3 separate regions of the Mus musculus genome follow, and regions 1 and 2 are each linked to region 3. Evidence: chromatin contacts called from public HiChIP or PLAC-seq data. All regions are on one chromosome and are shown on one strand. The core of a region is the stretch at or near the end of the contact, and the rest is flanking DNA. Distances in the headings are between cores, read along the strand shown. Region 1 has its middle 26 kb from the start of Gm36301. Region 2 has its middle 5.9 kb from the start of Gm24008. Region 3 overlaps Syn2 (synapsin II).

What was found. HiChIP or PLAC-seq counts read pairs in DNA pulled down with a chosen protein or histone mark.
Region 1: a FOXA1 HiChIP or PLAC-seq map of pancreatic cancer cells shows a contact between it and region 3. The contact joins two enhancer-like sites. A contact is called at or near these places in 4 of 39 promoter capture datasets (the HPC-7 cell line, cranial neural crest, liver and 1 more), 1 of 15 datasets of contacts at CTCF or cohesin (the NIH/3T3 cell line), 3 of 484 Hi-C or Micro-C datasets (the HL-1 cell line, Th1 cells and bone marrow-derived macrophages), 4 of 115 datasets of contacts at active chromatin or transcription factors (the NIH/3T3 cell line, microglia, pancreatic cancer cells and 1 more) and 4 of 9 other capture datasets (adipose tissue, bone marrow-derived macrophages, embryonic stem cells and 1 more).
Region 2: a contact with region 3 is called in a FOXA1 HiChIP or PLAC-seq map of pancreatic cancer cells. The contact joins two enhancer-like sites. A contact is called at or near these places in 1 of 39 promoter capture datasets (cranial neural crest), 1 of 15 datasets of contacts at CTCF or cohesin (the NIH/3T3 cell line), 6 of 484 Hi-C or Micro-C datasets (the G1E-ER4 cell line, LSK cells, the N1E-115 cell line and 1 more), 1 of 115 datasets of contacts at active chromatin or transcription factors (pancreatic cancer cells) and 1 of 9 other capture datasets (pancreatic islet).

The regions. Positions count from the first base shown.
Region 1 is chr6:115,492,206-115,494,905 of GRCm38.p6, forward strand. No RefSeq gene overlaps it. Among named protein-coding and RNA genes, the nearest start is that of Gm36301, 26 kb to the right of the region's middle. Within about 2 kb of position 1,441, at least 73 of the 459 cell types and tissues checked have an H3K27ac peak or open chromatin away from gene starts, as enhancers often do. A contact at or near this core is called in the HL-1 cell line, bone marrow-derived macrophages and pancreatic cancer cells, where this site is marked.
Region 2 is chr6:115,716,590-115,719,305 of GRCm38.p6, forward strand. No RefSeq gene overlaps it. Among named protein-coding and RNA genes, the nearest start is that of Gm24008, 5.9 kb to the right of the region's middle. Within about 2 kb of position 1,287, at least 261 of the 459 cell types and tissues checked have an H3K27ac peak or open chromatin away from gene starts, as enhancers often do. A contact at or near this core is called in pancreatic cancer cells and pancreatic islet, where this site is marked.
Region 3 is chr6:115,226,624-115,229,399 of GRCm38.p6, forward strand. All of the region lies in intron 1 of Syn2 (synapsin II), which reads left to right. Among named protein-coding and RNA genes, the nearest start is that of Timp4, 24 kb to the right of the region's middle. Within about 2 kb of position 1,373, at least 23 of the 459 cell types and tissues checked have an H3K27ac peak or open chromatin away from gene starts, as enhancers often do. A contact at or near this core is called in the HL-1 cell line, bone marrow-derived macrophages, pancreatic cancer cells and 1 more, where this site is marked.

The DNA.
Region 1 (2,700 bases), core at 191-2,690, 270 kb after region 3:
AAGAAGAAAAACATGACTCTTTCTTAAAACAGTATAATGCGGGTAACTAATTGTGTGCTGGATGAATGGTTGGGGCTCTTGGTCACATGCTAGGGGACCGTTTGTGGGGAAGCGAAGATTCACAAAGACTGACAAGTCAGGGTGGAACCTGTGGACTCAGGCAGGCCTCAGGATGGTGCTGAATTGAGGCTCTGCAAGAAAGACAACAAAAGGCATTACAGGAAAGAAAGCCAGAAAGAACAACCGAGCAGAAGAGGGGAGGGCCTTGCTGCTCCCTGGCCCTAGATATAGACAGCAGAGATACGGTGACTCTCAGGACCATTTGCCCAGAGATCCCTTACTTTGCTAAACTCAAAGGCTCATGCTCCATGTTATGTTTGCGACAAGTGCCAGAGCAGGTTATAAATTGTTCCCTAGCGTTAGAGGCTTCTGGGTTGTTAAAGCCATCAGATTCACATCATGTCTTTAAAGCATGCCTTGTTACTGAATGATCCTGAAGTCTCTGCTCTCCAGGATGACTGTTCCCAGGCCCTAACTTAATCCCTTCATTTACCGTAACAAGTGGTGTTTCTACCCAGGAGACTACAACTTTAGAGTTGAGGGGCTGTCAAGCCAAAACATCAAGAAAGGTCTTTCTATCCTCTTGGAAGGAAATGTATCTCCAAAGAATGAGATTATGAAAGTGAGCCTTGACTCCAGCCCTAAAAATATACAAATGCTACATCCCTCAGAAAGGCAACCTCAGAGTCCAAACGTTTAAAATGACAGAGAGAGCTAAGCCACATTGGAACCAGAGCCAAGGCTGTGTCTGAGTGACATCCAAACATTTGGAAGGAAGGTGACAAATTCACTCGGCCATATGGTGGTTTCTTTCTGCCTTGATGCAGAGCATCCGGGGATTTTGAAACATCTCGATGACTGCTGGGTGTCTTCACAATGTTGGCGCCACGTTGGGAGTTTATCGGGGAGATGGCAAGAGAGAATGTGTAAGCCACAGGCAAGGTGGGGCTCTCAGTGGGTCCTGGGAGGCGATCCCTTGTTTACAAGGCTCTCAAACAAGAGGCCTTTCAGCTCTCTGCCTGATCTCGGTTCCCACTAGTGCTCCACAGCCTAGCCAAGCCCTTTCCACATTTTCAAGCTCTGTTGCCAATGGAGTGAGGAGAGGGATGCTCTCAGCTCTTTGGCACCAATGCTTAGCGTTAAATAGCTTTTAAATCCTGGCAGCTTTCAAATTCCCATCTCTTGGATTTTTCCCTGTGGCTTGGATGATCATTTGCTAAATATTTTACAACACATTATATTCATCTCTAAAGCTCCTGCTCCTTCCCTGCCCCCACCCCACCCCCAGCATGATTCACAAGTTAATCAACACATGCATCATCGGTTATTCATAGCACTTTCTCTAGGCACAAACACATTTAGGGATGCCTGTTAATAAAAATAGGAAGAAAAGTAACTTTAGTCAAGAGTCAAGCCCTTATCCCACACCTCTCCTGACCACAGCCCAGCATCCTTCAACATCTTTCTGTGATGAGTGGAACACAGGAATAGCGGGCTCCTCAAGAAACCAGAACTCCATAGCCATGGGAGACCTGGCTTCTCCAGCCATGGGAAACCCGAGCTAACTTGCATTTCTGGGCTTTTGTTGTTTTGCCTTTTATTTTGTTTCTTTGACTTCTGTGTTTTAGTCCAAGTGAGGAGCAAGGCAGACTCAGCAAGAGAAGGCAGGAGTAGGGGTAGGGGGAAGGTGTGTGGAAGGATTCAGCTTAGAAGTAGAGCATGTGCTTAACCTGTGTTGGTGTCACAGTGCAGATTCCAACTTGTGGGTCTGAAGTCCAAAACCAGAGGGACTGTCATCAAAAAAGGCAGCTGCCACAGCATTCCAGAGATTTTTTTCCTTGACCATCAGATAGCAAGTCCTTGGCATGAGTGGGGACCTGACCTGTGTGTTGTCTACTACAACTATGATACTGAGGAAAGGAGGCAGGATGTTGGTTCCAGGGATGGAGGATGCCCAGAGTGAGGACTGGGATATGGCTCTTTATTCTCTCCTAATCACGAGGGCAAGAGTCATAGTTCATTTCCATCATGACATCACAGTGTGATCATACGATCAAAGAGTTGAAGAGTCTGTCCTTCACTAAATGGATGCTTTCCTGATTTCCTCTTTCCTCACCCTATCCTGGTTATTAGTCTGGTTCCTGCATGCATCAATACCCTGTTATCTGCAGATTCCATCCCTTGTCTGTGACTGGCGGCACACTTGGACACACACACAGAGGGGGGGAGGGAGAGAGAGGGGTAGGGAGAGAGAGAGAGAGAGAGAGAGAGAGAGAGAGAGAGAGAGAGAGAGAGAGAATATGTTTTAAAAGATATTAAGAAGCTGGCGGGGCTGGTGAGATGGCTCAGTGGGTAAGAGCACCCGACTGCTCTTCCGAAGGTCAGGAGTTCAAATCCCAGCAACCACATGGTGGCTCACAACCATCCAATCACGAGATCTGACTCCCTCTTCTGGAGTGTCTGAAGACAGCTACAATGTACTTACATATAATTAATAAATAAATAAATAAATAAATAAATAAATAAATAAATCTTTAAAAAAAAAAAAAAAAAAAGAAGCTGGCACATGGTAGTCCTAACTAGTCAGGAGGCTGGCATGGGAGAATTGCTTGAACCTAGAGATTTGAGGACAGACAGCCT
Region 2 (2,716 bases), core at 37-2,536, 490 kb after region 3:
CATAGTATAGAAAAGAGTTTATTCAGGATATGGGGAAGGGAGTTAGGGTAGTAGAGGTGGAGAAAGGCAGAGAGAGAGGGGAGGGGAGGGGAGAGGAGGAGAGGAGGGGAGTAGAGACTGGCCATGAGGAGGACTGAGCAGGAGCAGGAAGGCAAGAGCAAGAGAGAGCAAGAGAGAAAGGAGGGGGCAAGCAGCCCCCTTTATAGAGTGTCAGACATACCTGGCAATCCAGGTAACTGTGGGGCAGAGCTTAGACAGAATGCTAACAGTGGGCATCCAAAAGATCCCCTCAGAGGCCAGAAATGTGCTTTGGCTCTCTGTAGCTGGCGTTGCAGGCTGCTCTGAACTGTACGGTGTGTGTGCTGAGTACCCTGTGCAGGAGTTTAACTGTGATCCATTTCTCAATTTCTTTCTCCATTTGTTAGCCAGATTTCTGCTTCTTTGACAGTTCTGTAGAGAACCAAATTAAAAAGAGGAAAGCTTCGTTCTGGCTCATGGCTTCAGACATTTGGGTTTGTGGTGAGGACAAACATGGAAGCTGGAGCCAAAGGAGGCCGGTTGCCGAGTGAGTGCAAGAGAGGCAGGAGAGGGCTGGAGCTGGGCGGCAGAGTCCACGGAATCCAAACTTTCCTTCCAGGGTCAGGGGCCCTTGGGAGATCACGGAGGTAAACAAGAGGTCACCTTCTGGGAAAGCAGAAACTTGCGAGAATCTGGAAGGTCTTTCTCCAGCTTTCCAGAAGGAATAAACAGCTGTTGGAACAGACTCTGAGCAGCCCAGCTGCAGAGAGGAGATATCTTGGATCTGTCAGCTGCCTGCATGGTGTACAGAGCGCTTCAGGGTTGCTGCTTTTGTGAGTCGTCACTCTGTTTGGGGCTTTTTGGTGATGCAGCTGTTTTTGAGCCACACCTGGTACTGTAAATAACCCCTCACCCACACTCCTGTTAGCAGACCAATAAAATCTCACTAGTTTAACCAAGTTGGACCTTGGTGTGGATGTTTCTTGGTTCTGTCATGGGGTTGGTTCCCTTTCTGAGAGAACAGATGTGTGTGTGTGTGTGTGTGTGTGTGTGTGTGTGTGTGTGTGTGTGTGTGTGTTTGTCTCCCCAGGAAGTCTATCACACACAAAGACTGGTTCCCTTTCTGAGAGAACAGATGTGTGTGTGTGTGTGTGTGTGTGTGTGTGTTGTGTCTCCCCAGTAAGTCTATCACACACAAAGACTGGTCCAACCAGTCCCTTTGAGGACGTGCACCCAATGATCTCACAGCTATTCAGGTAAGCCCCGCCTCTTAAAGGTCTCAGCACCTCCTGCTAGTGCCACAGGGCCAGCCAAGATCCGGGCAGCAACGCCCCGCACATTCTACCACGGAGCCCCAGCCCAGCCGCTTCACAGTGGATTCTTCCTGTGTTATTACTATTCCACAGGATTTGCCTAATACTTATTTACCCAATACTTATCTGTTAAAATAACAAACCTAAGAATGGTCATTGCAACCCAAATCTTTCTGTTTTTACAACCTGAAGTCTCAGCATGCTCCAGGCAAACTCCCTCCTTCCCATGCCTTAATTGCCTCTTCATTTGAGGGAAACACCAGGGGGTTTGGAGTCCTACGGAAAAGATCAGGGAAGAAAGGCGATCCAGGGCTCAGCACCCCAGCCCTGCCGATCTGACCTCGTGTTCAGGAGTACTCCACTTTCCCACAAAAGGTCAAGGACGCTCAAGACTCAACAGAAGGCTCCAGGTGCCAGGAGCGAGCCTTGCCCCAAGCAGGTGCAGAGCTGAAATCCATCGACTGAATCTTAGAAACTTCCTGCTCAATGTTTTTCTCTGTTGCTAGGAAACCTGGTTTCCTTAGCTGGTCACCGGTTAGCACCCCCTCTTGTGTCCAGAAGAGCAAAGTTCATGGTTTCAAACTTACTCCCTCCACTTCCCTCCACTTCCCTCCTCTCTCTCTCTCTCTCTCTCTCTCTCTCTCTCTCTCTCTCTCTCTCTCTCTCTCTCTCCCTTTTCTCCCTCTGTTTCTTTCCTTCTCTGACTTTCCCTCTCTGTCACACACACACACATGGGCGCGCGTGTACATGTGGATGCAGGCGGCCTCAGAGACCACACATGTTGGATCTTCCTGGAACTGGAGTTGCAGGTCACTGTGAGCAGCTCAATGTAGGTGTGGGGAACAGAACCCGGGTTCCCTGGAAGAGCAACATGCACACTTAATCACTAACTCATCTCTCTACTTAATTTTTATCATGGAATACGTAGAAAAGTATCCAGAAGTCTGGCATGCCTTTAATCCCAGCACTCAGTTTTCAGAGACAAGAGGATTTGAGTCTGAGGACAACCTGTGCTACCTGTAGATTCTGTATCTTAAAAACTAAAGAAATGAGAGGGGCTTGGTGGCCCTTGGGAGGCAGAGGCAGAGGCAGAGGCAGAGGCAGAGGCAGAGGCAGAGGCAGAGGCAGAGGCAGAGGCAGAGGCAGAGGCAGAGGCAGAGGCAGAGGCAGAGGCAGAGGCAGAGGCAGAGGCAGAGGAGGCAGAGGCAGAGGCAGAGGCAGAGGCAGAGGCAGAGGCAGAGACAGGTGGGTCTCTGTCAGTTCAAGGGCAGCAGCCTAGTCTATAAATCGAGTCCAGGACAGCCAGGGCTTTGTTACAGAGAAACCCTGTCTAGAAAAACTAAACTAAACAAACAAACAAAAAACAAAGACAGAGGACTTTGCCA
Region 3 (2,776 bases), core at 123-2,622:
GGCCCTTAAGTTTCACATACTCCGCCTGATGTACGAGGGTCCATTCCTCTGCTAAGCCAAAGTGAGCTGTATTCATTCCTGCAGTATCTGGAGCCTTCCTCACGCCTTTGCCTCCACAGTTCTTCAGTCTGTGTCTTCCCGAGGTTTCCCATCCAGGCTCATCCCTACTTCTCTAATGGAGGAACCGGAACTGCTCTTTGATTTGAGTTTCCATGGTGCCTGTTTGTGCTTCTGTTGCTTATTTCCTGCACCACCATTTTGTATGGTTGTTTATGTTTCCTCATTAACCCGTGAAAGGAAACTCATTTATGTGCCTGGAAGTCTGAGAAAGCTTTCTGAGTTATATGAACCTTTTGTTTTTATGTAGTTGTTGTGATTATGTGCTTTAAATTTTAAATATTTGTAAAGAGAAGACTGAAAAGTGGAAATGTGATTGTTAGTTTTAAATCTTAAGACCTGTAAGGAACCTTAGCAGTCACCCATTGATATTGGTCTTCTGTAGATGTTTTTGTCTACCCGACAACTGCTAACACCCCACCACTCCCACCCGCACTTACCTCTGGCTACTTAGCAAGTTCTTGCTGAATTTACTGACATGCCACCACGCCCCACCCTATGACTGTTTTTGCATCTGTGTGTGTGTGTGTGTGTGTATGTGTATTGCAAAGTGTTATTTCTCTAGGGAGAGCTCTCTACAGATGTGTGTGTTTTAGAAGAAACAATTAATGTCTCGGTGGGTAAAGGTGCTTGCCATCAGACTTGATGACAAAAGTCAGATCCTCAAAATCCAAGGAGGAAGGACAGAACTGACTCACCTGGATGACAGACCGCTGACCTGCTCATGCAGGCTGTGGACATGTGACCCCCTACCCCAACCCCAGCCTTACAATAAATAAAATTAAAGAAAGAAGGAAATATTTAAAACAACAACAAAATCCTAGTGCTACTCTTTTGTTGTACTAGGGATAGAGCCCCAGGACCATGATCATGTCAGGCAAGAAGTGCACCCTCAAGCTCGCAAGGCCCACCCCACAGTCAGGAGGAATAGCGATTGTGGGAGTCACCAAGCAGTAAGCTAAAACTGCAAGGCACAACTCTCCAGTAGGTGGCAGCAGGAACTCACAAACTCAGCAGATCAGGCCCACAGACTGGATTTTACCTTTCTTTCCTCTTCTCTCTCTCTCTCTCTCTCTCTCTCTCTCTCTCTCTCTCTCTCTCTCTCTCTCTCTCTGTGTGTGTGTGTGTGTGTGTGTGTAAACAGGAATCCTGTATTTCCAGTTTTTCAAAAGAACAAGTCACTGAGAAGCAGAAACAAGCACTTGGTTGGAGATAAATGTCTAGACAAGTGCTAGGCATCTATTAAATCCTTGGCTATTTCTAAAGCTCTAGGAGATTTTCTATGAGCCTTCTGGAGCCTACCCATGCCTCATTAGCAGTTCGGTTCAGCTTGAAATTTGGTTCTTGTGCAAATGTCAGTCATTTGGGGAGGATTTAGATTAGGCTACTTTTTGGCCCCTATAGATAGAGTTTGAAAGCATGTTTTCCTGTGTGCAAGGGTATGGGCAAAAGAACCTGATAGTCTGGCACTGGCACATGAGGAGAGACATGTAGGCCTTCAGAGACAGACTGGGTCCTTTTTGTTGTGACAATGGCTTCTGGTTTTCTATGTTAGCTGTCCACAAACCAGAACTCCTACCATCTTCAGTGACCAAGCAGTTCCTGATTGTGAGCCCTCTAACTGAGAGATGGATGAAGAATTTGGACATTTAAGACATAGTGATTATAATTGTACAGTCCTAAGTTCAGAACATGCAGTCACACAACAGAACGGAGTAAATATTTTAAATCTGAAAGATTCTGGAAAATCCAGGATTTATACAAGGGATGGTCTGAAGTGATAGTGTATCCGTGGGGCAGGCATCCAACTATTAGACAACTGCCTTTGAAAGGTGGTATTAGATGATCCTGCATTGAGCCAAGTGTCATGAGCAGACAACGCATATGGTAATAGTCCAGAAGATGAGGAAATCACATTGGTTACATTAATATAAACAATATCTGCTGTTGTCTAACTGTAATTCACATTTCCATAGAGTTTCAGAGCTCCCAAAACACTTCCATCAGATTCCATTTCTTTTTTTTTTTTCCATTTTTTATTAGGTATTTAGCTCATTTACATTTCCAATGCTATACCAAAAGTCCCCCATACCCACCCACCCCCACTCCCCTACCCACCCACTCCCCCTTTTTGGCCCTGGCGTTCCCCTGTACTGGGGCATATAACGTTTGTGTGTCCAATGGGCCTCTCTTTCCAGTGATGGCCGACTAGGCCATCTTTTGATACATATGCAGCTAGAGTCAAGAGCTCCGGGGTACTGGTTAGTTCATAATGTTGTTCCACCTATAGGGTTGCAGATCCCTTTAGCTCCTTGGGTACTTTCTCTAGCTCCTCCATTGGGAGCCCTGTGATCCATCCATTAGCTGACTGTGAGCATCCACTTCTGTGTTTGCTAGGCCCCGGCATAGTCTCACAAGAGACAGCTACATCTGGGTCCTTTCGATAAAATCTTGCTAGTGTATGCAATGGTGTCAGCGTTTGGATGCTGATTATGGGGTGGATCCCTGGATATGGCAGTCTCTACATGGTCCATCCTTTCATCTCAGCTCAAAACTTTGTCTCTGTAACTCCTTCCATGGGTGTTTTGTTCCTAATTCTAAGGAGGGGCATAGTGTCCACACTTCAGTCTTCATTCTTCTTGAGTTTCATGTGTTTAGC